7 separate regions of the Mus musculus genome follow, and all the other regions are linked to region 6. A link is a contact called in public Hi-C and HiChIP or PLAC-seq data. All regions are on one chromosome and are shown on one strand. The core of a region is the stretch at or near the end of the contact, and the rest is flanking DNA. Distances in the headings are between cores, read along the strand shown.

Evidence for each region. A called contact is a pair of places that touch in the nucleus more often than the background predicts. HiChIP or PLAC-seq counts read pairs in DNA pulled down with a chosen protein or histone mark.
Region 1: a Hi-C map of cortical neurons shows a contact between it and region 6, with 4 times the contacts expected there. The contact joins two enhancer-like sites. A contact is called at or near these places in 7 of 484 Hi-C or Micro-C datasets (adipose-derived mesenchymal stem cells, bone marrow-derived macrophages, cortical neurons and 2 more), 3 of 115 datasets of contacts at active chromatin or transcription factors (SST interneurons, embryonic stem cells and trophoblast stem cells) and 1 of 9 other capture datasets (embryonic stem cells).
Region 2: a contact with region 6 is called in a Hi-C map of bone marrow-derived macrophages, with 19 read pairs. The contact joins two enhancer-like sites. A contact is called at or near these places in 1 of 15 datasets of contacts at CTCF or cohesin (the NIH/3T3 cell line), 3 of 484 Hi-C or Micro-C datasets (bone marrow-derived macrophages, embryonic fibroblasts and embryonic stem cells), 5 of 115 datasets of contacts at active chromatin or transcription factors (the NIH/3T3 cell line, T-cell acute lymphoblastic leukemia, embryonic stem cells and 2 more) and 1 of 9 other capture datasets (embryonic stem cells).
Region 3: a contact with region 6 is called in an H3K27ac HiChIP or PLAC-seq map of heart atrium, with 5 times the contacts expected there. The contact joins two enhancer-like sites. A contact is called at or near these places in 3 of 115 datasets of contacts at active chromatin or transcription factors (embryonic stem cells, extraembryonic endoderm stem cells and heart atrium) and 1 of 9 other capture datasets (embryonic stem cells).
Region 4: a Hi-C map of cortical neurons shows a contact between it and region 6, with 4 times the contacts expected there. The contact joins two enhancer-like sites. A contact is called at or near these places in 4 of 484 Hi-C or Micro-C datasets (cerebral cortex, cortical neurons and forebrain).
Region 5: a contact with region 6 is called in a Hi-C map of bone marrow-derived macrophages, with 12 read pairs. The contact joins two enhancer-like sites. A contact is called at or near these places in 4 of 484 Hi-C or Micro-C datasets (adipose-derived mesenchymal stem cells, bone marrow-derived macrophages and epidermal suprabasal cells), 2 of 115 datasets of contacts at active chromatin or transcription factors (embryonic stem cells and fibro-adipogenic progenitors) and 1 of 9 other capture datasets (embryonic stem cells).
Region 7: a contact with region 6 is called in a Hi-C map of cortical neurons, with 4 times the contacts expected there. The contact joins two enhancer-like sites. A contact is called at or near these places in 58 of 484 Hi-C or Micro-C datasets (the AML12 cell line, B cells, ECoMG myeloid progenitors and 35 more), 6 of 115 datasets of contacts at active chromatin or transcription factors (embryonic stem cells, extraembryonic endoderm stem cells, large pre-B cells and 2 more) and 1 of 9 other capture datasets (embryonic stem cells).

What each region holds. Positions count from the first base shown.
Region 1 is chr13:110,490,218-110,494,565 of GRCm38.p6, forward strand. No RefSeq gene overlaps it. Among named protein-coding and RNA genes, the nearest start is that of Gm32990, 76 kb to the right of the region's middle. Within about 2 kb of position 2,649, at least 43 of the 459 cell types and tissues checked have an H3K27ac peak or open chromatin away from gene starts, as enhancers often do. A contact at or near this core is called in cortical neurons and neural progenitor cells, where this site is marked.
Region 2 is chr13:110,598,407-110,602,440 of GRCm38.p6, forward strand. No RefSeq gene overlaps it. Among named protein-coding and RNA genes, the nearest start is that of Gm33045, 27 kb to the right of the region's middle. Within about 2 kb of position 1,770, at least 34 of the 459 cell types and tissues checked have an H3K27ac peak or open chromatin away from gene starts, as enhancers often do. A contact at or near this core is called in bone marrow-derived macrophages, where this site is marked.
Region 3 is chr13:111,368,377-111,372,141 of GRCm38.p6, forward strand. No RefSeq gene overlaps it. Among named protein-coding and RNA genes, the nearest start is that of Actbl2, 120 kb to the left of the region's middle. Within about 2 kb of position 1,730, at least 3 of the 459 cell types and tissues checked have an H3K27ac peak or open chromatin away from gene starts, as enhancers often do. A contact at or near this core is called in heart atrium, where this site is marked.
Region 4 is chr13:111,308,705-111,312,846 of GRCm38.p6, forward strand. No RefSeq gene overlaps it. Among named protein-coding and RNA genes, the nearest start is that of Actbl2, 56 kb to the left of the region's middle. Within about 2 kb of position 1,882, at least 39 of the 459 cell types and tissues checked have an H3K27ac peak or open chromatin away from gene starts, as enhancers often do. A contact at or near this core is called in cerebral cortex and cortical neurons, where this site is marked.
Region 5 is chr13:110,469,387-110,473,590 of GRCm38.p6, forward strand. No RefSeq gene overlaps it. Among named protein-coding and RNA genes, the nearest start is that of Plk2, 76 kb to the left of the region's middle. Within about 2 kb of position 2,350, at least 14 of the 459 cell types and tissues checked have an H3K27ac peak or open chromatin away from gene starts, as enhancers often do. A contact at or near this core is called in bone marrow-derived macrophages, where this site is marked.
Region 6 is chr13:110,966,387-110,970,769 of GRCm38.p6, forward strand. No RefSeq gene overlaps it. Among named protein-coding and RNA genes, the nearest start is that of 4930526H09Rik, 65 kb to the left of the region's middle. Within about 2 kb of position 1,830, at least 130 of the 459 cell types and tissues checked have an H3K27ac peak or open chromatin away from gene starts, as enhancers often do. A contact at or near this core is called in bone marrow-derived macrophages, brain, cerebral cortex and 3 more, where this site is marked.
Region 7 is chr13:111,393,281-111,397,280 of GRCm38.p6, forward strand. No RefSeq gene overlaps it. Among named protein-coding and RNA genes, the nearest start is that of Gpbp1, 95 kb to the right of the region's middle. Within about 2 kb of position 1,316, at least 13 of the 459 cell types and tissues checked have an H3K27ac peak or open chromatin away from gene starts, as enhancers often do. A contact at or near this core is called in brain, cerebral cortex and cortical neurons, where this site is marked.

The sequences.
Region 1 (4,348 bases), core at 1,399-3,898, 480 kb before region 6:
GAGCTGGGGCACTTTCTGATCCCAGCAGGAAGCAAATGTCTGTAGCTGGGCCATTAAGGGAGGTGAGTGATTGCTTAATATATTTTAATGGATTGCTGGTTGGCAACATCACAACCTAGGCTTTCTAAACAGGAACTTCAGAAGCGGAGCACAGAAGCTCTAGGCTGTGGCAAATGAGGTTGTTACAGAATGCTTTCATCTGGAAGCTTTTGATGAAGTTTGAGAAGTTGCCACAGCAACAGATGATGTCACCTGGTGTTTAGGAGAATTTGAAGATGTCAGAGGAAGTGAGTAATCCTTACCTGGAGAAGCAGAGCAGGCACTGATGCCGCTCTTCAGAAAGGGACAGTGGAAATCACAACATCCATTCACCTTCTTTTCGGCTAAGAACCCATATGTGTGTTGACGTGGGCTGTTAATGAGCATGATAGTCATATTCTAGGTATTCTTACAATCCCTTTCAACATTAAGTTGAAATGTGGAATATTCTTGTTACTTAAAAACAAATTAACTGCACAAATACTATTTTGGGGGTGACTGTAATGATTTGATGTCGGGGGCTTGGGAAATGGTGTAGTTGGTAAAGTCTACTTACATAAGGGCGAGGCTCTGACTTGGGATCCTCATCTCCCATATAAAAAGCAGGGCACTATGGCACATGTGTATAGTCCCAGTGTGGTAGAGGGAGACAGTGGCCTCCCTAGTGATGATTGGCAGGGAGTCTTGTAGAACTGCACACTCCAGGTTCTGCAAGAGACTGTGTCTCAGAAGACAAGGTAGAGAGTGACAGAAGAACACATGCAATATCAACTTATGGCCTCTGTATGCACACACATATTCATGTGCACCTGCTTGCCTGTGTGCACACACCCACATATGTGTGTACATACAAGTCCAAAACCACACAGAAAAGTGATTTGACTTTGCCTTCAAATGTGCACACGGCAATTTCAAGGTGTCTTTCTTTTAAGAGTTTGAATTTACTATGTGTCTTAGTTAGGGCTTATATTGCTGTGACTAAACACCATGACCAAAGCAACTCTTATAAAGGAAAACATTTCCTTGGGGCTGGCTTACAGTTTTAGAGGTTTAGTTGCATAATTGGCACGGTGGGGAGCAAAGTGCCTCTCAGGCAGATGTGGTCCTGGAGAAGGAGCTGGGGGTTCTACATCTTGATTTACAGGCAGCAGAAGGAGACTGTCACACTTGAGGACATGAGACCTCAAAGCCCACCTCCACAATGACACACTTCCTCTAACAAAGTCACACCTCCTAATAGTGCCACTCCTCTGGGCCAAGCATTCTAACACATAAGTCCAAGGGGGCCATTCCTTCAAACCACCACATTATGTAAACTTTTCACTAGCAAGAGGCAAATTCAGATACATTTTATGAAATTGTAATCAGTAATTTCCCATTGCATTGGGTAGATATAAAATAGAAAGACATTTAAACATTTTCACGAAAGTTTCAGTAACAGATATTTAGGATAACTTACGTGCACCCATGTATATGTATGTATCCCATGTATGTATGTATGTATGCATGTATGTGTGGATTTTCTTAGATGCCTGGTTTGGTTAAGAATTCCCTGCTGCTTTTTGCATGGAGTTTTAATATCTAGGTCAATGACTTAAAGGCAAAACAGGTAAAAAAAATAAAAATTCTGTTTACTTGGAAATTTTGGGATGAAGAGAAAAGAGCAACCATGGATATTCCCGTGCTCTTGCTTAGCTAGCACACAAACAAGCATCTTGAGTAACCATGGTCACAGCGTATTTTGTGATTCTGGACATTGTTCTAAGAAGACACATTTGAATCTTGTATATAATTTTTTTTTTTTTATAAAATCAAGTCCCAGGTTGTCCTGGTTTTCAAGAACATACTGAACTATTGTTCAACACTGGAAACTATGCATGCATTAGCTCCATAGGCAGAAAGGAATGCCTGCTGAATGTATCCCTTTGAAACTTGACTTAGGCCAAAGTATTTCCCTGGGTTTAACAGGTGTAAACTTGTTAGTGTCTGGATAGGACATGAATAGTGATGACCGGGAAGAAGTTATCACATCTAAGATTGAGTTAGCTGTCTTTTCTGTGTGCTTTCATTTTCTTTTTCTTTCTTTCTTTTTTGGTTTTAAGGCATTTCTTGTAGGAAGGCAGAAAGAGAGAGAAAAGAATAGAGAAGCAGAGGCCAGCTATGGCCACATGGAGAGAGGAGAGAAGGTAGGAGGGGAGAGGTGAAGCACGGAAGCAAGAGTCTGTGTGCTTTCTTAATGCTCTGTGTAAGTCTTGGTTTCTTCTATCATTACCTGGTAACCTGCCTTTGGAACAATCGCACACGGAACAAGGCAATGATTGATTCATGGAATCCTTTATTTCACCAGTTCTGATGTCTACATTTTTTTTATCACTCTCATATAAACTCCATGCTATGCTATTATTGACTATAAGTGGACTGTGATTAATGAACCAGAATTATTGGCGCAGAGCAGTGGGGTCTCACTTGATTTTGGCGAGGCATTTATTCATCACTTGAGGACTATTCACAGCTCTGCTTTTTACAAAGCAGCCAGCAACTCTCCGTCCTCGCTTCCGGTGTGACTCACAGGCCAGCAGCAGCAGGAGCAGCAGCAGCACTTGGCATTATTAGAAAGACTGAATCCCAAGCCCCGCCCCCACCCTGATCAGAAGCTATGCTGTCAAAGACTCCCAACCCACATGACCATCAACCTTTGAAAATTGCTTTGTGAGGAAAGAGAGGAATAGAAAGGAGCCACACTTGCTGCTGGATGAAGCGCTTTTCTTTTGTTGCCGTGATTTGTGAAAGAGTATCTCCCACGTGTTAAGAATTAAATCTAATAACAGGAAAAAATGTCACGGGTGCAAACATAAGAGATCAAATTTAAAAATAATATAGGCTTGTATGAGCCCTTCCTTCCAGTGTGGAATATGCTTCTCCCGAAGGCTTGCTTTCACTGTTACTTGGCATCCCTTTTTAATTTTTGGTAATTTAAACTGGTGAAGTTTCTTTGAAATCACAGTATCATTTGTTCAATAATACAAGCTTTTCTTCCAGAAGGTCAGATACTGGTGGCAGACTAACAATCCTGCAGATCTCCCATCTTGCTCTGTATATAGCACTCAGTAATGTCTGAAACACGGAGCACACCGCTTCTTCAGTTAAATGAGAGGACAACTTATACTTGTTATTTTACATTGGTTAATAAGCCTAGATGTACTTACTATCATAACATTATGTATATATTATATATACATTATAATACATTATATATACATGTATAGTATGCATATGTGTATATGTATACACACACATATATAGCATATGTATTTCAAATGTGTAAAAATATATTGTGGAGTGACTACCTATCTAATGTATGTGTCACCTCACATTTTTAATTTTTTGTAACAAGAACTCTTGAAAACTACTCTTAAATGTTTCTCAACATCCTACATTTAATTGTGGTCACTATGTGATATATTTTTTAAACTCTTAGGTCCCTTAGAAAAAACAAGGTTAATATGCCTATGGTGTGTTTTTCTCAACCATAAAGTCCTGTCATCGTGTTGTATATGAGCAAGCGCAAGTTTTAAATGTTATGTTCCGAATAAGACCAACATCAAGTGCACAGTTTTCACCTCTCCTGGTAGGTGTCTTATGCAGACCATTTATGCAGACCATGCAGATGGGGAGTCCAGAAAGTAAACTTCAGTGCTGGACCCACCAGACCTTTGCAGAATAACCCATCAAGCTGGCTGCATTTCTGTTTCATTGCTTAAGCAAATGAACCACGTGGGCTCTGGGGGACACAGTTCATGTGTCCTTCCAAGCCAAGCTCAGGAGAAGTCTCTTCTGGTGCCTGGTCCACAGCACCCCTACTATCCATCTCTGTCATGAGTTCCCTTGCATGGTAATTGATTTGCACTCTTAATGAGGCTGAGAGAAAATCACTGAGAACAGAGTTATGCTTTTCCCATAGAACCGAGGAATCCATATCTTTCAAGGTACATTTTAAAGAGTAAAACGAAAACTGAGCCCCTCAAAATTATGAAGTCAAACAAATCAGCCAATTTTTTTTCTGTTTTTAATTTAATAGCTTTGGCCTTAACATTATATTTAGATTTAGTCCTTTTTTGCTTTGAAGATTGAAACCTTTTCTCTGTCCTTAAGAACTGCCGTACATTTTTCTCTCTTTTTGAAGATGTTAGGGAAATAATGGCTGCTTCATCTCACAACTGTCCAAAGACAAAAGAAAGTCCACTCAGGTTTATAAAGATGAAACAAGGCTGGGAGGAGGACATCTCAGGAAATAGTCAGGTTTCAGAAA
Region 2 (4,034 bases), core at 520-3,019, 370 kb before region 6:
AGTCAGCACCGCTTAGGTGTCTCCAGCTTTTAGCTTTTACTTCCGTTCTTCGGCTTGCTGTGAGAGCCCAGGCTGAGTACCAGCTTACCTGACAGGAGTCAGCACATTCCTGTGTCATTCCACACAGGGCAATGCTAAGTCATGTCTGAAACTCACCCTTGATCCCTATCACCAGCCTCTGCCCGCTCGATGCACGCTGTGACTTCTTGGCTCTCACTTCCTTTTGCATAAAGAGGAATAAATAGGTTTCTTGCACAGTCTTCCCATGGCGCTGGATCTCATGACTTACTAAATCAATCGCCTCCAAGAGCATGGTTATCCTCTAAATTGTTAATTACAGAGAACGTATCAGATCCTTTGTATGTAAAATGTATCAGTGACCACACATGCAAAAACATGCAAGAACATGCTTCTGCAAGAGCACTGTTTTCTCTCCAGCCCAACGCCCTGTTGACACCATTTGCAGGGAGAGGCAAGAGGTCATAGGGACCCTTATGTAATATGGATACTAAACACAGTCTAGAAATCTGTATGTCACTTCTGACATGCATGTCATTTCCATGTTCTGATGGGTGTCCAAACCATCTTCTATAATTTAACTCGATCATCAAAAACCCCTAGAATTGTGCTATAACACCATCATGTCACCGAAGGGGAAACTAAGCAAAAGACATTGAATAACTCACTACACATCACACTAATTCAGCAAGGTGTAGAGCCAAGATTTAACCAAGGCCTGAAGCTCTAAGTCCATGCATCTAGTCTGCTAGCTCACAGAACTTCAGTTTACTAAACAGTAAAAAATCGTGAATTGTACTACACCCCCTCCCCCAACTCCAGGGTGAGTTCCAATTTTCATCCAAAAGAAAGTGAAAATAAATTATCATATTTTAGAGTATGATATGAACATATAGCATACTTTACTATCAATTAAAGACAGTATTTTTAAAGGCTAGTTAAAGAAGCCCTACTTATGAGTTAAAAAATTAGTATATATGGAAAACACATTTCCATGACCACATCGAAGTCCCGCCCCCTGAGCAGGAATTCTAGTATGGTGAATTTACTTCAATTCCTGTATTGGTGTAATTACAAAATAATGGCTCCCAAGGTGACATTTTCATAGATATGCACAAACTATGCTGACAATATTTACCTATCATTAGCCTCTCTGGTCTCTCTTACTACTTCTCTAAGGAAGCAAGTCTGGCCTGCATAAGAAAGCCACCTGAGACTGAGTCTGGCATTGAGCCAAAAGGCAGCCCACCCTCAGCATTCCATCAAGGCTTCTGTTTACAGCTCCTGCCATGACTTTCCTCACTGATACATTGTGATCTGGGGGTGTAAGCAAAAAACACAAACACAGAAACGAAACAAAACAAAACAAAAACCCCAATCTTTCCTTCCTAAGCTGCTTTTGCTCAGAGTTTCCTCAGAGCAGCAGAATGGATGCAGGCCAGTCACCTTTTACCTTCCTGTCTGGTTTCCAAATGGAGATTCTACAAATGGGAGAAAATGTGTGATCTCTGGATTTTTGGAATAAGGCTTAGCCTGGAGATAGAACCACACATTTTTTATAGAAACAAAGTGATTTCATTTTTTCTTTGCAACTGCATAATATACCACTGTGTATATACGCTACGTTGTCTTTATCCATTCAGCTACCGAGGGACACCCAGACCTAGCTGCTGCGATTGTGCTGTTAGAAACCTGGCTCGGCGGAGTCTTTAGTGTACGTGGCCTCTGACTCCTTGAGTCATACATGCACGAGTAGTCTAGCTGTATCATACAATGGTTCTATTTTTAGTGTTTTAAGGAACCTACATACTCATTCCCACAGTGAATGGACTAATACTTTCATTCCCATTGAAAATGTATTAGGGTTCTCTCTTTTCTCCACATACTCCACGCATTTGTTCTTGCTAGGGTGATTGCCATTCTCACTGGAATTCAAGTTTTAGATGAGAGAAGCGAAGACTCAAGCAATCCGATTCAAAATTTTCAAATGCACTCAAACTTGCTTCTTCCTCAGTGACATTTGTCGGCTGTGATGTGTTTATGGGCTCTTGGCATCTTCGTTCACAGCTTCCTTGGGACAGCCTAGTCAGGTGAATTTGGCAGTCGTAGGATGACTCAGTGCACCGCCAGTCATGTGTGCACTGGACTTGTGTCTCTTACCAATGTGCAGCTGGCCTGAAGCAAAGTAATTAGACACTCGACAGAATAGGAGCCAACTACAACTGGCACGATTTTATTTTTTAATAATAACATTACTTTCCCTTAAAGGAAGTAAGGTGTTCATTTATATTCTGGAAGACATTCTTTTATCTCCTGGGGGATCGCTAACAGTTTATGAACTGGCAGCTTTGAGTAGCACTGATCCAGCACAATTTTAGTAGAACACACTCGAATGTGGAAGATGAAACATTGGGTTCTGGAGACAGGCAGGTCTGAGAGTGAATCATGGCTCAGCCAATGATCAGAAAGAAGGCTTAGAATAAATTAAAAATAAAAAAGAAAGGCTCCAGAATCTCATTTTGGAATGCTTTGGGTAGAGATCTTCAGATAAATGGAGTTCACACACACACACACACACACACACACACACTGAGACATATGTACTCTCGTGCACATGTATATGCATATGTGTGGGGGCACTTGTGCATGTGTGCATTAATGTGTGTGTGTATGTGTGTGTGTGTATGTGTGTGTGTGTGTATGTGAGTGTGTGTGTGTGTGTGTGTGTGTGTGTGTGTGTGTGTGTGTGTATTAGATACATACATTGTGGGTAGGGGAGATGAGTGTAGGATTTGATGCAGAAAAGGGGCTCATAATCTGCTTATTTAGTAATTTCCAATTATATAACGTACACTAAAGACTCTGCCGAGCCAGGTTTATATATACATATATATGTGTGTGTGTGTTTGTGTGTGTGTGTGTGTGTGTATATATATATATATATATATATCTTACTTTAGAAGACAGAATTATGTCAGTCAATATCTACATTTTAGTAGTCTTATAAATTATTAATAAGCCATGGAATTCCCTGAAGTGCTAGCATGTGTGAAATAGTTCTAGAGTTGCGTCAGTATGCTTTAGGTCGCGGGTAAGTCCAGTTAATCCCGGTATGACTCATGGCTTGTGTATGGAGCCACTGTCGTTTATGTGACAATCAGTTACTTGGCACAGTCTCAGGCACAGACAGGAAAACTAAAATGTGCATGAAGGAGAAAATGCTAAGCTGAACTTCAGTCACCTTTAACCTGAGATTTGTTTACCTAGCAGACAAGCCAAGTTCTGAATAGGCAAATAAAGAAGAAAGAACATCATTTTGTCTTTTTTTCTCAAAGCCCAAGTTTCTAGAAACATATATAGTGGCTAAATCATCAGATCCCGCGCAGCACTTCCCATACAGCTGGACTCAGGGCTATGCTTCAACTGTGTGCAGAATTGAAACGTTCCCTCTACTAGTGCAGACCTGCTTCTCAGAAGACATGGGCAAGCTTTCCTGTCACCCATATAAGCATTATATAGTCCTCGACTGTACGCACAATCACGTAGTGCTGATATTGCCAAACCAATCAGTTCTTTTTCCTGTCTTCCCCCCCCCACAATGGTCTCATCTCTTATCCTATCCCCATAATTTCCTCAGAACAATGTATCTTCCCTAAACAACCGAGTTTCTAAATGACTGATTTGATTGTGACACTTCCTTAGAACCCTTCAGCGGCTGCCTGCTGTGCCCAGTAAAGGACCCACACTCCTTGGCATAAGATGGTCCTTTGCCACTTTGACAGCTTCATTTCAAATGATTCCCTTGCTTATTCTTATGTTTGCAAATATTCACTTATGCTAAAACCATCCCTGTGCTTCAATTGACTCTTCCCTCCTCAAAGACGTCTCATCTCTTGTTGTCTTTCAACAGTGGCCTGATTTCGCAGTCTTCCCTCCAGGCCTCACTAAGTAAAGTCTCTCAGGGCACAAGCTCTCAGTGATGTGAATCTTATAATGAAATGATTCATATTCATCAA
Region 3 (3,765 bases), core at 480-2,979, 400 kb after region 6:
GCCTGCAGTAGTTCTGGACATCATACCCATAGTCAAAGCAAGAAAAAAAAAGGAGGGTACCACTTGAAATTGATCCTTTGATAGAGAGCAAAATTATCTTGGAAATCTGTCCTGTAGACTTTCTCTTCCATCCCATTGCCTATAACTGTAGTAATTGGCTAGAACTATCTAAGTAGTTTGCCTAGAGTCATTCAGCTGGTCACCTCCCCCACCTCTCACCTCCACACCCCCATCCAGGCTGCAAGGGTAACTTAAAGAAAAGAATGCTAGCTTTCCTTTGTAGCTTCTTTGGTGAAAAGCTTTTGGGGGATTGGGAATGAAAGGTTAGTGGTTTAGCCCAGTGGTTCTCACCCTTCCTAAGGCTGCAACCCTTTAATACAGTTCCTCATGTTGTGGTGACCTCCAGCTGTAAAAAATATTTCATTGCTACTTCATAACTGTCATTTTGCTACTCTTATGGATCGTAATATAAATGTCTGATATGTAACCCCTGTGAGGATCTCGACCCACAGGTTGAAAACCATGAGTTTAGCCCAACATCTGCCATACAGTCATTCCTATCAATTCCCTATCTACCCTGTTTGCCAAATAACTTTCGAGACAACCCTATGATGTAGGTATCTTTATTGTACAGATTTGAAGAAAAACAAATCACAGATAGAGGCACAGATAGAGCAAGTATCTCTTTCACCCCCAACCCAATCAAACCCAGGTCATTTATCCTCAGAGTGCATGCCCTTTCCCTCTCGAACCCAGAGCTTTAGAGATGAGTCTGTGGTGAGTGAGTGTCTGCTAGCTCAGGTGTTGTCAGCCTTTACTGCACTACAACACCTGCTAGTGAAGCAGGCCTTTAAATATCACCTTTACTTTTATGTCTCCCTTCCAGTGTAGACCCAGGATGGTGTAACATTTTTAATGCACATTAAAATTCAGGACTCGTCCTACAGTCTGGTTTATTTTGGGTCTGGTTATCTTTCGTCCTACACCTTGGCACATGAACCCTGCCCAAATTGCAAGCATGTGAGGAACGTGTTGCAAATGAGGTCCCAAGACAACAGTAGGCATTTTCTTATTATAGGTCTGTTTTCCAAACTGTAGGATATGTTAAAATTCTGTAACATGGAGCCCCTGAGGGTGCCTCAAGTCACTAAACCTATTTATCCTAACTAAGATGTGTTCAGGAAGTTCAAACATCCAAAAAAAAAAAAAAAAAAAAAAAAAAAGAGATAACTTTTCCCTGGAGCTAGGCATATGGAAATAAAAATAAAATAAGGCAAAATAAAAAGCCAACAGTCAGCTGCCTTAGAAAATCTGGAAGCCTTCCTTCCCTTCCCCTAACCATACCTAAGCGATATTATCTCCAAATTACTTATGCATTGCAGAACTTCTAATATTAAGAATCAATAATGCATGCCATTGTTTCCCAATGTTGAAAGTGAAGAGTTGCCACACATTTTAAAATTAGAAATAGCTGTGGGCTCTTTGTGTTATAATAAAAAATAAAACCAGTAGTTTTCACCTCTGTTGCTAAGATAAAGCACACTGACCAAGAGGAATGTAGAAGAGTTCATTTCAGCATACACTCCCAGATCACAAACCATCATGAGCGAAGTCAAGGGAGGAACTCAATCAGGAAGTTGAAAGCAGACCTAATTGCTACTCTACGCAGCAGCAATACCTCTGACCATGTAGTAGGAACAATGGATGGTGATGCTTGCCAGCTGGCTCACAAACCAGTTTATATTCCAGCCAGCATTCTTATGTAGTTCATCCCTGCCAAGGGATGACACCTCCCACTGTAGGCCGGACCCTTTACATCAATTAATAACAAAGATAATCTCCAATAGACATGGCCACAGGCCAAACTTATCTAGGCAATTTCTCAATTGGGGCTGTCCTCTCAGATAACTCCAGGCTGTGTTAAATTGGCAGTTGAAGTTAACACCATACTTGGCTAATTAGTCCACTAAACAGGACCACCTAGACTGTGGTCTTCACACAACTGACTACTGATTGACAAAGAGAATTGATATAAAACTTCCTACAGAGATTTGAAAATGACACATTTGATTGCTTTACTAGTAGATCATATGTATGGTTGCTTGTTTGTTTGTTTAATGTTACCAGTTCAGGTGCAATGCTTACTTGATCAGTCCCAGGAGAACAAACTATGTATCTAGCTTTGGTGTGCAGTAGATTGAAAAAGATGATAAATAATGTACACTATCAGAAGCGCTAATACATCATGACATTTTGGATAGTAACCCTCATGAGGGGAACTAGCTATAAGCTTAGAGGTTAAGAGCTCACGTTTCCCGCTTGAAACTCAAGAAGAACGAAGAACAAAGTGTGGACACTTTGCCCCTTATTAGAATTGGGAACAAAACACCCATGGAAGGAGTTACAGAGACAAAGCTTGGAGCTATGTCAAAAGGATGGACCATCTAGAGCCTGCCATATCCAGGGTTTCATCCCATACTCAGCTTCCAAACGCTGACACCATTGCATATACTAGCAAGATTTTGCTGAAAGGACCCAGATATAGCTGTGTCTTGTGAGACTATGCCGGGGCCTAGCAAACACAGAAGTGGATGCTCACAGTCAGCTATTGGATGGATCACAGGGCCCCCAATGGAAGAGCTAGAGAAAGTACCCAAGGAGCTAAAGGGATCTGCAACCCTATAGGTGGAACAACAATATGAACTAACCAGTACCCCGGAGCTCATGTCTCTAGCTGCATATGTATCAAAAGATGGCCTAGTCGACCATCAGTGGAAAGAGAGGCCCATTGGTCGTGCAGACTTTATATGCCCCAGTACAGGGGAATGCCAGGGCCAAGAAGTGGGAGTGGGTGGGTAGGGAAGTCAGGGGGGGGGAGGGTATGGGGGACTTTTGGGACAGCATTGGAAATGTAAATGAGGAAAATACCTAATAAAAAGTATATATATTAAAAAAAAAGAGCTCACGTTTCCATACACGGCTGCCTTCTTCAACCTTATAAGAGAACAAGGTTTCCCAGCTCTAATTTAGAAGTAGCAGAAAGAACGAAAATAACCTCTTGAACCTAGAAGTAATTCTGGACCATCAAGCATCTGCCTGGTGGAACGGCGACTGCAGACAGAAGGTAAAAAGTCAACAGAGGTTGCTGAGCTAACGCCAGAAGTGAGCCAGAACGAAGGAGCAGACTTTCCAGAAGTTTCTTCTTCCTCAGCAGAATCGCTTCCAGGAGCTGTTCAGCCAGAGGAGCTACGTTCTTCACAGTTACATAGCAGTTAAGCTTGTGGAGTTTGCTTTGGGGCCTCCAGTTTCAAGATCTATTGACTGCATGGCTGACCTTGAGGAAGTCATTTAAGCGGTGAAGAGACATAATGGCCAAGGCAACTCTTATTAAAAGACAACATTTAATTGGGGCTGGCTTCAGAGGTTCAGTCCATTATCATCATGGTGGGAAGCTTGGCAGCATCCAGACAGACATGGTGCTGGAGAAGGAGCTGAGAGCCCTACATCTTTATATTAAGGCAGCCAGAGGGAGGCTCCCTTCCCCACTGGATGAAACTTGAGCTTATATATGAGACCTCAAAGTCTACCTCCCAAGTGACACACTTCCTCCAACAAAGCCATACTTCCTAATATTGCCACTCTCTATGGGCCAAGAATTTAAACACATGAATTGATAGGGGCCATACTTATCCTAACCACCACAGTGATTTTATTATCAACTGATTGAATTGAGAAAGGCCTACATTAGTTAAACACACTGAAGAG
Region 4 (4,142 bases), core at 632-3,131, 340 kb after region 6:
GCCAGCTAATGGATGGATCACAGGGCTCCCAATGGAGGAGCTAGAGAAAGAACCCAAGGAGCTAAAGAGATCTGCAACCCTATAGATGGAACAACATTATGAACTAACCAGTACCCCGGAGCTCTTGACTCTAGCTGCTTATGTATCAAAAGATGGCCTAGTCGGCCATCACTGGAAAGAGAGGCCCATTGGAAACGCAAACTTTGTATGCCCCAGTACAGGGGAACGCCAGGGCCAAAAAGGGGGAGTGGGTGGGTAGGGGAGTGGGGGTGGGTGGGTATGGGGGACTTTTGGTATAGCATTGGAAATGTAAATGAGCTAAATACCTAATAAAAAATGGAAAAAAAATAAAGTAAAAAAAAAAAAAACAAAAAAACCAAGATGTGCCTAGAAGTTTCCCAGGTAAGAAAAGGCAGAAGGTTAGTGAAGAGTCTTTGTGCCCTATATCTAAACATGATATAATTTTGTTTCCAGTATCTATGACCAGCAATGTTTAGACATGCCTCCATCGCCTATAGGAGGCAAAGGTTCTGAAATGACCCAGATTGATTCATAATTTTTCAGTCACACACTATCACAAAGAGATTTATGTCTATTTACTTCAATTAATACTAAAAATTCGGTTGTATCTTCTGGTAAAAGACCCCTCTTCCACTCTAAGGGTAGAGCCAGGAGGAAAGGAGAGATAGTGTGTTTTCATCTTACTGAAGGTCATGGTTTCATGTTCTCCTTCTTAATCCTATGATAGAAAAAGCCTGGCAGGAGGAGGAGGAGGAGGAGGAGGAGGAGGAGGAGGAGGAGGAGGAGGAGGAGGAGGAGGAGGAGGAGGAGGAGGAGGAGGAGAAAGGGAGGGGGGAGGGAGAGGGGGGAGGGGGAGGGGGAGAGGAGAATGAACCAATTCATGTGAGCTATGATTATATGTAACAACCTATGTGTATGTGAGCTAAGAAAACGGCAAGCTTTTCTCTGCAGGAGCTGGGGAGTTAATCTTTCTGGATAAAACCATGCTCCATACCATTATTTATGGGCATTTGTGAAATGCATGACATTTTCCCACCTTGACACAGCAAATTTGTCTTTTTTGATTCATGTGTATGTGTATGTGTATGTGTGTGCATGTCTATGTGTGCATACAAGAATGAGTGTGTGTTCGTGTGTGTGTGTGTGTGTGTGTGTGTGTGTGTGTGTGTGTGCCAAGTATCCCATTGCCCACAGCATTCAGTGTCATGTGACACTGAAGAGACAAAGCAAGCCATGAGCAAGCTCACATAAAATATAAATAAGGTTATTCAGGAGAGCTGAAGATACTAATAATAGCGTGACATTTGCAACGGGTGGAATCTGCAAGTGGGCTAGGCACGGTGCTCACTCGCAGGCTCTGAAACAATGAAAGCATCATTAGAAGCAATCAAAATGGAATGAACAGACTCAGAAGTGTTTCGCTGTTTTTAAATGAAGGAAAATAAAGAGCAGCCAGATGAGTGTGACTTCTGGATAACAAGTCACCCAGAGGATGGCTCAAGAGAATTAATAATAGAATCTTTTTTTATTCCTCTGGCGTTATTCAACTGTGAGCTAAAAGTGCACCTTGAATGATTCACTGACAACTATGAGGACCGTGAATCTAGATTCACACAGGATGATGCACGGAGAATGTGACTAGCTCTGGAAATGTGCAGACACTGGGATGTAGGGGAAGGGGTCGGGGGTGGAGGAGGTAGCTGGAAGACAAATAAGACAGCACCAGACAGAATCCTTTAGAAGAACTATGGAGAAAGAAGAACTGGAAAGTAAAATTTTCCTTCCAGGAAGACATATTGGGTCCCGATTCTTGGCTTCCAGCATCAGCGAGTTGGCACAGTGCAGAGCCTGCTATAAATGTCAGGGTGCTGAATGCTTTCTGGCCATGGGGCTTTTGTTACCATGGGAACAACCGCCTTCTATTTTCCGGAAGGTGGTTAATAATTAGACTGAGGGGGGAAAAAATCAAATTCTGTCCCAGACTACTCCTACTACTACCATCTTGGTTTTTATTACTGGAAATTCAGAGTCTTCTGGGAACTGATACCCAGGAAGAGACAGCAGGTCTTCTGCATCCTCAGAACTGATATTCAAGACAAGGCATAGGCTCCGATCATCTGGTCAGGGGCAGTAGATGTGTTCTCTCTCTTCTAAGGCTCCAATCTTCAGATAGGAGTCCATATCCTGAAGTAACTATAGAAACCAGGAAAGTAAATCAGGACCATCCCTGGAGTGTGAGGGGAATAGCAAGGCAGAAGTGATCTGATGATGAAATGGGAAGACAATAGGGATGCTTTAATTAGGGAGGAGGGAAGGAGATAAATACAGAAGAAGGGAAGAGAGTAAAATAACACTGATGATGTCTAGAAAAGTAAGGAAAGGGGTCATACTATTAACTATCTACCTAAAATATTTTAAAAATACACATAAGTCAGGATATAAATATGCATTTACAGTTTAAGTAAATGTCCTGGGTGCCAATCTAACCAAAGACCATCTAACAGAAACGCTAATACCGGGGTGGTGAGGTGGCTCATCGGTTAAGAGCACTGACTGCTCTTCCAGAGGTCCTAAGTTCAATTCCCAGCAACCACATGGTGACTCACAGCCATCTGTGATAGGATCTGATGCCCTCTTCTGGTGTGTCTGAAGACAGCTACAATGTATTCATATAAATGAAATGAATAAATCTTTAAGAAACCCTAATACCAAGCATGTGAAGTCCCTCATTTGAATTGTTAGTCAGGGTTGTCCAAGAGACTCCCAAATCATTACAGGACATTGCTGTTCCTCCTGCCTGCCTCCCAGGAGAGAAAGATAAGTCCATTTCTGAAGACACCATGTGTGCATGAAAGCAAATCCAGAGACCTTGAGCTGGAACTGACTTGAAAACTTCCTCTCTGAGAAATAGCTTTCATGGTACCAGACAGCATCATGCAGAAATCCAAAAAAGGGAAGCAACCAACAGTCCTACCCAGACAACAGTCCTACCCAGCTATTATGTCCATAAACAATAGTGAACTGCACAGCACAATAGCCCTAAGGGAGCAATAGTGGCACACATGCCTTGGTGGCAACCAACAGTTCTCTAATCTGGCTTAAAATACACTCACCAAGAGGAAAATCATGCTAGGTTTTAGAAACCTAGCCAGTCATCCAGGGCTATTAAGTCATGAACCTTGAAGGAAACGACAACTAACTGCTACTTTACTAAATAAACCAGTGTAATCTCTAACTGCACTCTAAATATTTGTCATTATACTCACAGATAAGTGTATTCTTCATCCTTCACCAAGGAATCTTCTCTTTGCAACAGATGGAGACCATTACAGAAAACCACAACCATTCAAAACGCAGAGTTGTGGCACACAGTCAAAACTGATACATCTACAACACAATTCCTGCACCTAAGGCTCAGAGCACACTGTGAAAGAGAAAGCAGAAAGATTTTCAGAGCCAGAGGAATGGAAATTTATTGAGAGATTGAATCTCGTAAGAATGTCAGAAGTTACCACCATAGTTTTGCTAACATGGCTGCCTAAACATGGGGTGAATGAGGGTAAACTTGTCATTATAATAGACACACGAACATAGACAGGACAAAGTCCAGGAGCTCCGTCCATCCCTACACAAAGAACTACAGGCAACTAAGGAATGTGAAAGTGGGAAAAGTAGTCTTTCCCAGGAAAGAGCACACCAATTGTTTATCAAGTATCAAATGGTTAGCCTATGAAAACATGTGAGTGTGTGTGTGTGTGTGTGTGTGTGTGTGTGTGTGTGTGTGTGTGTGTGTAACAACAATTAAAAGAGACTATACATTGAAAGAGCAAAGAGAAGTATATCAGAGAGTATGAATGGAAAAAATAGAAATGAGAATTAACATGATTATAATATCAAAAATTAAGACTTTTAGAAACAGAAGAATTGACTAGAAATAATTTGAAAAGCATGTTGTATCCTATAATGTCAGAGGGAATACATGGTTAGCACAGCAATGCTATCATTTATTTTTTATATTTTTCTAGAAGTCTACTTTACTTTTAAAGTTATTGATCTTGGGTTTTAGGATATGCTCATTGCACAAATGGTGACATTTTCATACATGCATGCCATGCCATCTA
Region 5 (4,204 bases), core at 1,100-3,599, 500 kb before region 6:
CTTTTTCAGACCTTCCAAAATCCTCAATAATATAAGTAGCAGTAATCTTGATTAATAATTATCTTCTCTTTTTCTCTTTTATCCATGCATCTGTGCATCTTCTATCTATCCATCTATCATCTGTCCATCTATCATTCACCCATCATCCATCCACCATTTTCTATCCACCCATCCATCATTCACCTATCCATCATCCACTCATCGATCATCCATCCAACATTCATCAACCCATCCATCCATCCACCCACCCACCCACCCATCAATCCATCCCATCCCATCCACCCACCCACCCATCCATCCATCCCATCCCATCCACCCATCCATCCATCCATCCATCCCATCCATCCATCCCATCCATCCATCCATCCATCCATCCACCCACCCACCCACCCATCCATCCATCCCATCCCATCCATCCATCCATCCATTTATCATTCATCCATCACCCATCTATCCATGATCTATACATTCACCCATTAATCATCCATTTATGCTTCATCCAGTGAATGGAACATGGGTACTTTTTTCTTAGTAGTATCTAGAACATCCATCAACTTATTTAGCATCATCTTCTATAAGCCATGCTTATATTAAAAAACTTTAATCATTTCCTTCTCACTTGTTGTTTGTGTAAATTTTTATTTAACCAATGATGATTTCTGACTGAATAAGTCATGGACACAGGGTGTAAACTCAACGCTATCAATTCAAAAATCCTGAGGCCACAATTAATACACAGTAACGTTGTAAAATCCTAGACAGGATAAAAAGACTCATTTCTATGTTAACCCCTGTCTGCCTCCATTTCACAAATACCTTCCATTAAGACTAAAAATTTATCTATTTGTCATTTTTATGTTTTCATCCTATTTAACACTTTACGTCTTTTTAAAATTCACTAACATAAAATGTTTTCCTTCTAACCCCTTACTAGTTCATGTTAGACCAGAGTAGCAAGTGTGGAAGACTTTCTTTTCCTTGTTTTGACAATCTTTTTTTAAAAATACACACACACACACACACACACACACACACACATATATACACATACATATATATACACACACATATATATACACACATATATATGTATATTGCTATGCTTTTGTTTGTTTTTCAGATACAAAATAGGGGTAAACATAAACTCTATAGAATGTTTATTTTAGAAACAACATTAGCACCTTTGAAAATGAAAAACTATATTTGGGAGATGAATTATTATATATTCATATATATTATATATTTATATGAATAAATTGTATGTCTAAACTTTTCACATGAAGTTGGGCTGTTAAGTACAATAGGAATAAATATGCTTACTTAAGAAGACAAATTGTCTAAAATTAATCCCAAATCATCTGAACTCAGATGTCTAAGTTTTAGTCAGACTTTAAGCACATGCTTCATTAAATTTTGTTTTATCTGGGGTTTTGCTTTTGGCTTGGGTTTTCCCGTATGCTGCAGGAGAGGCCACTGTGCCCTGTAAACTTTCTTGACCCCTGGAGGATAACACTGTTCCTTCACTTAAACGTGATTTCAGCAAATCAAAAGCATTCCTGTTTCTCCCATATTTGTAGGTAAGCAGTCTGCCTTTAATGATCAAAACCAGGCGAACCAGACGACATTCCCTCAGACTGAGTAATGAGCCTAGAAAGAATAATAGATTTGTTAAAATAGCTATGACACGATCATGTTCTCACTTAGACACTTCTTGGCCTTCTGTAAAGCCTTAAAAATCTACAAAATTCCAAACTTCAACCTGGAGAGATGGTCTGAGAATACCAAAAAAAAAAAAATCTTTTCTAAAAGTTACTGCTTTGTCTTGTTTAATTTGCCTAAGTCCTATCAAGCTCTCCTGCGGTAGCCATCACTCAGGAGGATATTTTCAAAGAATTTCTACTATAGTTAAAGTTTAAGAACAAATGCAAAACATTTGGATTCTGTTTTTATGGCCTCTTGAAATATCGCTTCTGTTTGCTAAAATCTAATTCAAAATAAACATACTCATGTACTGAACGGACCTTCAGTGGTGCCTACTAAATAGCCGGCAGTTTTATGTGACTTGCTCTTATAACAAACTGAATGATGTTTTTGACATAATTAGCAATATTTTATACACCGGAAAATTACCAAATTAGTTCACTTTCACTTTCCAGAAACTACAAAATTCAGTCCTTGTGGCCTAGCTGAGCAGTAATATCAGTTCAGACTCTCTCTGCTAGAATTACAAGAAGTAGCAAAGCCACTGTGGGCTGCTACAACAAGCACCCCCACCCCCACCCTGCCACTCGGATGTGATGCTCCAAATGTGCTGACGTTTTGATTTTGTAATAGGCAAAGTCCGAGGCTCCTGGTGTGGGGTAGCTTCCTCTATACGTGACATCAGGACCTAAGTTCCTTCTCTGTGTGTGCCTTTGCTAGCCACTGAGACTCATTACAAATAGAAGGAAAATACAGAAGGACAGGTACACACACACACACACTCATATACACAAACATGCACACACAGCCATGCATACTCTTACACATGCACACACATAGTCATGTACACTAACATACTCATACACACACACACTCATATATACAAACATACTCTCTCTTTCACACACACACACTCATGTACACAAACATGCACACACATGCACCCACACAGACTCACACCGCCCCACAAGCACATATACACACACAGACATTCACACTCTCACACTCATACTCACACACACATACACACAAACATATATGCAAACATGTACACACATGCACATACATACATGCATACTCATACCATCCCTACATGCACACATACACACAGAGACATGGACACTGATACCCCTTCATATGTATGCCCACACAAAGAGACATGCATGCTCACCTCCCCTACACACACACACACACACACACACACACACACACACACACACGAGGCCTTATTAGAATAAATAGGAAGTGTCATAATTACCAACCTTTATTTCTTGAGGTTTGTTTAGTTCTATATCCAAGACAGAAGAGAAAGCATGTCTTTCAAATTTTTAATAATTAAATTTACTTTGTCTATGAATATCTTCCTGTATGTATGTAAATGCACCATGTACCTGCTGGGTGCCCAAGGAGGTCAGAATAGGACATTGGATGCTCTGCAACTGGAGTCCCAGGCAGTTATGACTATCTGTGGCATCACAGTGCCATGTAGATGTTGGACTGAACCCCGGGTCTTTGCAAAAGCAGCAATACTCTTAACTGCTGAGCCATCTCTCTAGTTCTGAGATAACAAATCTGGGTAGATAACCCAGAAGTCTCGGCTCTAACTTTATTTTAATCCACTAGGCAGTGGCAACAGACTATGAAGAGACGTGAGAGACAGAGCAGAAAATGGAGCCATGCCTTCCAGGAGCTCGGAATTTATTTTAGCAAGGAAAAAGTTAATTTATAAAGAAAACAGGACAAGCTGGTGAGACTAGGAGCCACGTGTGCTACAGGAATGCAGAGAAGAACTCACTAATTGTGGGTAGAATAGGAGAGGACTTCAAGTGGACCTGTAAGGAGAGGAACGTTGATGCTGAGAGAAAAATCAAGTCTGTAAAGTAGAGGCAACTGCGTGGACCTGAGTCCTCTCTCTCAGCTGTCACTTCATTTTGCCTGAGGGAAGGGCCTTATCTCATGGCAGATAGGCCATTTGTTCTGTGAGCAGACAGTACGGTTTGTCACCATAGAGGACACTGCTGGCTTCACCACTTCAACTTTGCTTAACATAAACACTTGAAGCTAACATCAATTCTTCCAGATGATCTTGGCCTTAGATACTTTAATATTTAGCATTCTTATAGCAGGCAAAATAGATTAGGAGTTGGGACTGGCCAAAATTAGCAATGTGGAGGGAATTTTATTCATATTTTTTGCTTAATAATTTGTTTTAATAACCTAAACTAGTATATCATTCTCTCTTCTTGGTTTGGGCCATGACTGCATCTGCAACAGAGCCATGTGATTTTGCTGTGTAAAGAAAGGCTTTTTCCTGTCTTAAATCGACTGCTTGGGCCAGTATATTAAGTTTTGAAGTAGCATCTGTCTACCTCCTTGCTTTATCTTTGGAGGTGAAAAGCTACCAAGACCCTTAATTGTACAAATAGCATCAGGGTTTTTGTTTGTTTGTTTGTTTGCTTGCTTGCTTGTTTGCTTATTACCAGCCACTCAGAAAGCATGCATT
Region 6 (4,383 bases), core at 580-3,079:
CTGGGAAATAAAACATGAAACAATATGTCTGCTGCAGATACTCTTTTCCTAGACCTGATATTAGTGATAACCGTTGCGAACAATTAAAAAAATGTTTTAAAAATTCTTTTAAAAAGAAGAAACATGTTTGCTCTTCCTTAAATGATCTTAGGGTAGGCATCAGCTTTAAAATGAATCTGGAAGTAGTTTACCTTTGGTCCTTTTATGCATACACACACACATGCACACACATGCATACCTACACACACAGGTTTACCTAGAGCCATACAAGAGGCAACAAAGAAAAAAAATCCCAAGAAGGCTCTCCATTTACACAAATGTAAAAGTCAAGGGACAACCTTGTTGAGCCAAAATATTGCACAGTTTTCTGTCATTCTCTCTTGGGTTGCATCTGTGTTAAAAAGATTCTCCCCAAAAGTGGCAAGGGGCACCCTTTCCTGAATTCCCAGCTCTTGTCAGGAATAACAAATTTCTAAAGAACTAAATTAAAAAGAAAGTTCAAAAAGGAAATCTCTCTTCTAGTCTTTCTTATTGCACAGTACAAATGGCTAAGGACTCCAAGGGAGACCACCATAAACTCTGTAGAACAAAGTGTAGTATTTCACTGTGAATTAGCCTGTTAAAAAAAATGTTACAAAGCAGAGCTCATTGTTTTAGGATTTACTGTTCCACACATCCTAAAGATATGATAAGAAACTATGAAGTCAGCACTGTAGCTATTGAGACAGCGAGAGCAGACAAGCTCCATCCAGAAACAAATAGATTTCCTACAGACCTGTGATCTTGCTTATCTAAGAGGAAGGTTTTGTTTGCTTGTCAATCAAGCAGAGCAGATCTTCTGGGCGCGCGGCCACACCTTGGACTGGGGAAGCTCAGGAAGGAAGGAATGTGGGAAGGAAGAGGGGAGAGGCCATTTCCTGATGGGTCAGCTGCTGGCAAGTGTCTGGACCCTGGGAAAGCTGTGGTGTAAGCCTTCCTCTCCTTGGAGAGCAAGCAGAGCAGCAGGAACAATGGTGTGAAACTCTGCCGGTAACTCCCAGGTCACGCCTGGAGCAGCATGGTCCACCGGCAGCAGGTTATGCCTCAACATGTCCTGGACTCTCGGCAGCCTGCTGTTTAAACCTCCCTGTGCAATCCCTCTGCCAACATGAAGCATATTCTCAAGGCAATTTCTCTCCAAGGGAGACAAAGAGCATCTAGCACTGGGTTAACTGAAAAGCCATGGCATGGGAGAAAAGGCCTTCTAAGACTCTCAGACTGCCAATCCCAGAGATCTTGACTGACAGTTCTTATGTTTTAACATCCCAAGTGATCTTTTTATGTTCAGTTTCTGATTAATCTGCAGAGCATCCTCCTGTGTTAGGCTACTCAGGATCTGTAGAATGAGTTAAAAGACACCATTCCCTGCTCCAGGCTTGGTCTCCCCACGCTCTGAAAGGGCTGTGCCAAGGAAACTTACTTCTACTGTTAATGTCTCAGCTAAAAGGTGCTTAATCATTGTAAGAATTTCTTAGCTGGGCGTGGTGGGTACATGCATATAATTCCAACATGTGGGAGGTGGGGGCGGGGCCATCAGGAATTTGAGGTTATCCTGAACAACATAGTGAGTTCATGTCCAACCTAGAATACAAAGTACAAAATCTGAAGAAAAACGAAACAAAACTACAAAAATGAAAACAAGGACCAGCTGGGTTGGTGCAGAGGAAAGCCAAGATAAACCAAGAAAAAAAAAAATAAAACACATCAATTTAAAAATACCTTATTCAATATTCAAGACAAGATTTCCTACTGTTCCTAGTCTAAGAGACTAGTTTAGGGTAATCTCTTTCCCTCCCTTCCTCTTTCACACAGTGTAAGCAGGGCATTTGGCTCCTCCCTAGCACAGTGCAAGCCTCCATGTTCTTTAAATCTGGTACATTCCTGCCCTCTAGAGGACAGAGTTCCAATCACTGCTAGGATCAAACAGTTGCTTTGTGGAGACTGAATTGTCAAATTCATAGCCGTGAAGTACTCTTGGCTCACACAGGCACAACAGCTTTCAAAAAAATAATCTTTCTTCAGGTGATTCCCAGGCATCAAATTTACCTAAAGGTCATTTTTCTTATAAACAGGAGTAGTTCGTTGTTGGTGAAAATGTAATACCATATGGATTTATTTCTCTGTTTTTCCTACACGTGCTTAAATTGGCCAAAACAGTGGCAATGAGCTTAAGCCAATGTCTTTGGAGCTTCTCCCTAATCCTCACCCCTCAGTTCTCAACACAGGAGTCCAAGAGCGCCAGGAAGATCATCCAAAGAAGTCATTCTTCAATCCCTTTAAGCCGATGGGGCTTTGCACTTCCCGGGCAGGATTGAAGCAGCCAGACACATGCTGTCGCCTTCTCCTCCACTAGGAGAACTTCCTAGCAGAGCCAAGAGGGCCAAGTGACGTTCTCCAAGTGACGTTCTCCAGGCCACAGAGTTGGATTGAGGCATATGGTGCAATGGAACCCAAACTGCTGATAATGTTTTTAAGCCTGTGGCATCAGTTTTCTATTCAAAGACCAAGCCAGAGGTTTGCGTTATTTTATTTTTAGTTACATAGACACCAGGCTATTTATCACCAGGGACAGAAGTGAATCTAGCACTGCCCCCTGTGTGGTGGTTTGAATGAAAAGGGCCTCCATAGGTGCAGAGGGAGTGGTACTATTAGGAGGCATGGCCTTGTTGAGGAGGTGTGCCACACTGGAGGTAGCTTCGAAGTTTCAAATGCTCAAGCCAAACCCAGTGTCTCTTTCTCTTCCTGGTGCTTTCAGATCCAGATGTAGAACTCTCAGCTACTTCCCCAGCACCACACCTGCCCAGATGCTGCCATGCTTCCTGCCATGATGAAAATGGACTTAACCTAGAAACTGTAAGGCAGCCCCAATTAAATGTTTTCCTTTATAAGAGTTGGGTAGTCATAGAGTCTCGTCACAGCAATTGTCACTCTCCAACATGTGTCTATTTCAGACTAGGTCATGGCACCATTGGATATGGTGATCTTCCTGGTTACAGTCATCTATATTCTGGAACCTTGGAAAGTGTTTGTGATGCTGGCTGTCCTTTTATAACAACTTTCTGGCCTTTGTTCTCTTCCGTTTATGAATAAGAAACTAAGGAATATCACTAGACCAGGCCATAGAGCATACAACTGTAAGATCTCTTCTGCTCTAAAATGTGTCATTTCTGTTTCATCACGAAGTTTCTAACAAAGAAAAGAGCACTAGATCGATGCATAAATTACTTCATCTATTTGCTTTTAAAATAAGATGGGAACTGACATGCCTTAGGCTTCATACTTCACCGGCAGAGCTAGGGCTAATAGGGATTCTTAATTTCAAGCCAGTCACTGTACAAAGTCTATTATAGCTCCTTTCTCATCCTCCTCCCCTGACACACACACCAGCTGCAGAGGTCCACCGTGAAATCACCATACACATCAGAAAGATGTTGTCTTTGACAGTTCCTTCCTTGCTCTCTCCACTTAATCATCTTCAATGCTGCATCTTTCTAGGGTGTGCAGATGGCTACCAACTCCAGTCCCCCAAACCTGCCTCACAGTTATGTCTGACTTAGTGGGCCCTTATCTATATCCAGGTTGGAATGAAACTTTGATTTCCCAGGGCACAAGACAAAGTATGTCAATAATGAGGAGAGCAGCTGGACCTAAGACTCAATATTTGAAGGACTATGGGAAAGATTTGAAAACCAGAGTCTGTCTAGAATTGGAAATTTTCTACTTTTCTAAAAACCCACTCAAATGACTGTTGGGGGAAGCCCGGATGATTTCTCAGCAAGTTGGTTTCTGCTTCTAACGTCATGTTCAAGTTCTCGTCTGATTATGACTTACTAGAAGGTGACTTTAAAATGGCATATGGGTTAAATTGTACTTCTCTACTCATGGTGAAAGGATGGAAAGGAAAGAATGCAAAACTGTACAACCCACGTACCACATGGGTGTGGTTATTTAATCTATAATTTTTTCTCTTTATCCACTTTCTACTGCACACTCATGCTCAATCCAGCAAGTTTAGGCTTCTCAGTCAGGTGCCAGCTTCCAGGAATATGTGAGCAGCTCCAGCAGAAATTCAGAAACAAAGCTGGGGATGAGTACAGTTGCACAGGCCTATAGCCTATCACACAGGAGTTAGAGGCTGGAAGATCAAGAATTCAAGGCCATCTCCAGCTACATAGTAGATGCAAGGCCAGCCTGAGCTCAAAAAGATCAAGAGTTCAAGGTCACCTTCGGCTACATAGAGCTGTGAGCTCTATGAAATCTTGTCTCAAAAAAGAAATACTTAGAAAAAAAGGTGGCTTGAGGGTTAGCCAGAGAATTCACCAGTCTCCATTAGCAGTTAGCACT
Region 7 (4,000 bases), core at 66-2,565, 430 kb after region 6:
CCATCTGTACAGCTACAGTGTACTCATATACATGAAATAAATAGATAACTCTTAAACACACACACAAAGACGACAGCATGGTCTAACTGTGGAAAGAAAAGAAATGAGCTGGGGGGGAGGGGCAGTGTGGGGCCAGGGAATAGGAGGGCGTAGGGGAGTTGAACAAAAGAAGAAAAAACGTATATCACATATACAAAAGTACCATAAGGATGGGCTGACCAGCTCAGCTCCCTCCCAGGCCCAGCTCCTGGGCTCTGAGATTGGCCTGCCCACCCCAACATCTACCAATGAACTGCTGGAGTGCATGAAGGAGCAGGTCCTACATATGCAAAAATAAGCATCTCCATGACACAGGGCAACATCAGGATGCCTGAGAGAAGTCTCCGTGAGGATCCAGTATTCACAGAGTCGCAGAAGCCAGAGGCCTCCGACCTGAGCCAGGAGTCATTGCAATGAACATTCACAAGCAAAGAAGCAGGCTGAAGGGTACACCATGGGACACACTGTGACACAATAGAGATTTTTTTTCCTCTGTTGCGGGGAGGTTGCAAGGGTGGGCGGCAGGTACGAGGGGAGGGGGTGGTGAATGGGACTGGGTGGCATGATAGGACATTCACAAAGAAACCAACAAAAGGATAAAATGGACAGAATTGCCCTATGGCAGAGCCAGCGGAAGGACTGAAGGAGCTGAAGGGGGTGGCAACCGCATAGGAAGAACAACAGTGTTAACTAACCTGGACCCCTGGGACTGAGCCACCAACCAAACGCTATACACAGGCTGGTCTGAGTTCTCCAGCACATATGTAGCACAGGCTACTTTGTCTGGCCTCAGTGGGAGAAGATGCCCTTAATCCTGTAGAGACTTGATCCCCAGGCAAGGGGGAAGGGAGCACCCTCTCAGAGGCAAAGGAGAGGGAAGATGGGGCAAGAAATCTGTAAAGAGGGCGGGGGGGGGGGGCGGCAACATTTAGGGATATAAAAAATGAATAAGGAAAAGAGAAAAGAAAATTCGATAATGAGCCCATTACTTTGTATGCTAACCTGAAAAGATTAATTTTAAAAATTCCCTTTAACTAAGGCCTACCATGAAGCCATGACTATCTGTGACAGAAGCAACTGGAAGACTGGCGCTTTCCCAGGACTGTGGCTTGGGTGACAAGAGAGAAATCTGTGGGACACTCTGTAAATGGGGTGTGAAACCAGGATATGAACTACCCAGGAGTCACCTCCTTCTCACACATGAGCAAGTACAGCCTCCTTGCCTTCTCGCTCACCCGCTCGCCCGCTCGCTCACTCACTGCCTCCCTCACCACTTCCCTGGCAGCCAGTGAGGTGTTTTCATTCCAATGGGGCTTTTCCAGAGCCAGGAGCTCTGAAGCTGTGGAGCATCAGCAACGGGAACTGAGCAGCCAGCATCCAGGGCGCCTGAACTGGAGATCACCTTGGAGAGCCAGCCCTACCTCATCCTTGGAGCAAGCTGGCTTGGAGTGGACCTTGAACCTGGCTCTGCCTGCTTCAGAGCTGGGGTGTAAGCATACAGACCACTACATACAATCTAGCAGTCTGCAGGAAAAGCTGGCAGGTGGAATTTCATGCCTAAGTAAGTGGAAAGAACTGAGGTTGTAGTGGTCTTTTGGGGTTTTTTTTCCCCCGTTTTATCTGATGTGCTATTTCTTTTTAATCCACTTCTTCTAACATCCTGTTGGGCCTACGCTGCCTCTTATATATTTGGGGTTGGGGAGGAGGGACAGGAAGGGAGGCTGCAGGGAAGATTGTGATGGATCTGAACAGGAAATGTCTTTTTGACAAATGAAGGCTCTCTTCCCTTGCCTAGTTCTGAAACGCCTCTGGCTTGAAAGTTCTCCATATGCTCATAGCTGTTATTTAGGTACACCACGCAATTTCTAAACAAAGAGCTCCATTCTTGGCCCCCACTTACACAGCCTGCAACAGCAAGGCAATGTTCCACTGGAGAAATACAGGAGATCTAGGGCTGAGTGAGACCACAGGTCACAGAATAAAACGTGATTGGCAATGACAATAGGACGGTGTGGGTAGTCAGGGCCAATCAGCCTGCCCGAGAAGAAGCTTCTACCTGTTTCCAGAAAGTTCCAACATTCCCATGGGTGTTGCTTAGCTAGGCTTGCTATAACAAAGCACCCTAGACTGGGTGGCTTAAAGAGCAGGAAGGTAGCCTCACACTTTTGAGACTAAAGGGCTAAGACCAAGGTCTTAGCAAGGTTAATTCCTTCTGAGACTTTGTGAATCGGTCCTGTCTCTCTTCTGGATTCTGGTGGTTTTCTACCCATTGCTATTGACCCCCCGGGCTATCACCTTGAAATCCACATTTGTATCCATATACTGCCCTCCCCACGGGCATGGCCTATGACCACATTTCCCTTTCCATCCGCACACTGTGCAGCATGCACACACACAAACACACAAACCTCACTCGATTAGAGGTAAGCAGCCAGTGTTGGTAGATCTCTTCAGCCAGGTTCCAGAGAGAGGATCCATTCCTCTGTCTGAGCCTCTGAAGGAGGATTCCACAAGCCAAAGGGTGGAAAAGCGAGCTCACCTCCTAACCCCTTCCAACTCCTGATCCCGTCCACCTCCCCTCACCCCCTCACCCCCCCACCCCACCCCCCACCCCCAACTCCCATGCCATTCTAACCCTGGATGAATCCAGGCTCTTTTCAGCTCCCACCAGAATCACTTCAATTCAGTTTAAAATCAGGGAAACTACACCACAGGTTCTCAGCCTGTGGGTTGTGACCTCTTAGGACTTGACAGACCCTCTCACAGGAGAAGCCTAAGACCATCGGGGAAACACATTATATGATGCATAACAGTAACAAAATTACAGTTATAAAGTAGCAGTGAAAATAATTTTGTGGTTATGAGGTCACCACAACATGAGAAATATATTAAAGGTTGAGAACCGCCGAACTACAGGGCTTTTCTTCAGACGTGCCAGCTCTCTGCTCCAGAAAATTCTGATTTGACCCAATTTGGACTCACTATCCCAAAAATCATACCTACTCCAATAGAAGGAAAAGCTTGTGGTCAGCTCAGGGGTAGCCTAAGAAAAGCCAGTGGACACTTTTTCTGGGACACATGGGGCCCTCAAAAAGGTCAGGCCTTAAAAGGACAAAATCCTTTGTAACTGAGGGTGAAAATCAGCTCTGGAACACTGGGGCTTTGACACACGCACACTGGCTTTCGGGTACCTGCTCCCTATAGCAAAAGCTGCTACATTTACAACCCAATTCATGAAGGCTAAGCTTCCCACTTAAGGCGGCAGGTGTTTATTGGCAAATAAAATACCCAGCATCCACCTGAAACTGTCCCATATGTCCTTTGCGGGTATTAAGCCATTAAAATCCGGTAGCTGGTGAGATGGCTCAGAGGTTAAAAGCACTGACTGCTCCTTCCAGGGGTCCTGAGTTCAATTCCCAGCAACCACATGGTGGCTCACAGCCATCTGTAATGGGATCCGAAGCTCTCTTCTGGTGTGTCTGATGGCAGCTAGCATGTACTCATATAAATAAATAAACCTTTTAAAAATCAAATATTTAAATATTTGAAATCCACACAGCCGCTTGAAGCAGGTACAAGTATTCCCTCATTTTAGCAAGGAACATGGTGCACAAAGGCCAAGCAGCCCCCCTGAGCACACCCAACCTGTGAGTGCTGGAGCCTAGGTCTGAACTTTTGACATTAATAGTCTAGGTGCTGAACTGCTGCAATGGAGGACTAATGTAACTTTTAAGGAGTTGACAGAGCAAAACGTAGACGGAAATAACCGGAAGCTACAGCTGAACCGGAACCTGCTTGACTGTGCCACAGTAGCTGCATTTGAGAATGCGCTTTCTCCCACTCAACAAGCCTAGCCAGAGAATAAACAAAACTGTGTCCCCTGCCAGCCCTGCAGCATAGTGTGAACCGAAAAGGGGAGGCAGGGTGGGAGTGGGGAGTGGGGGTGGGGAAGGTGTGCCTG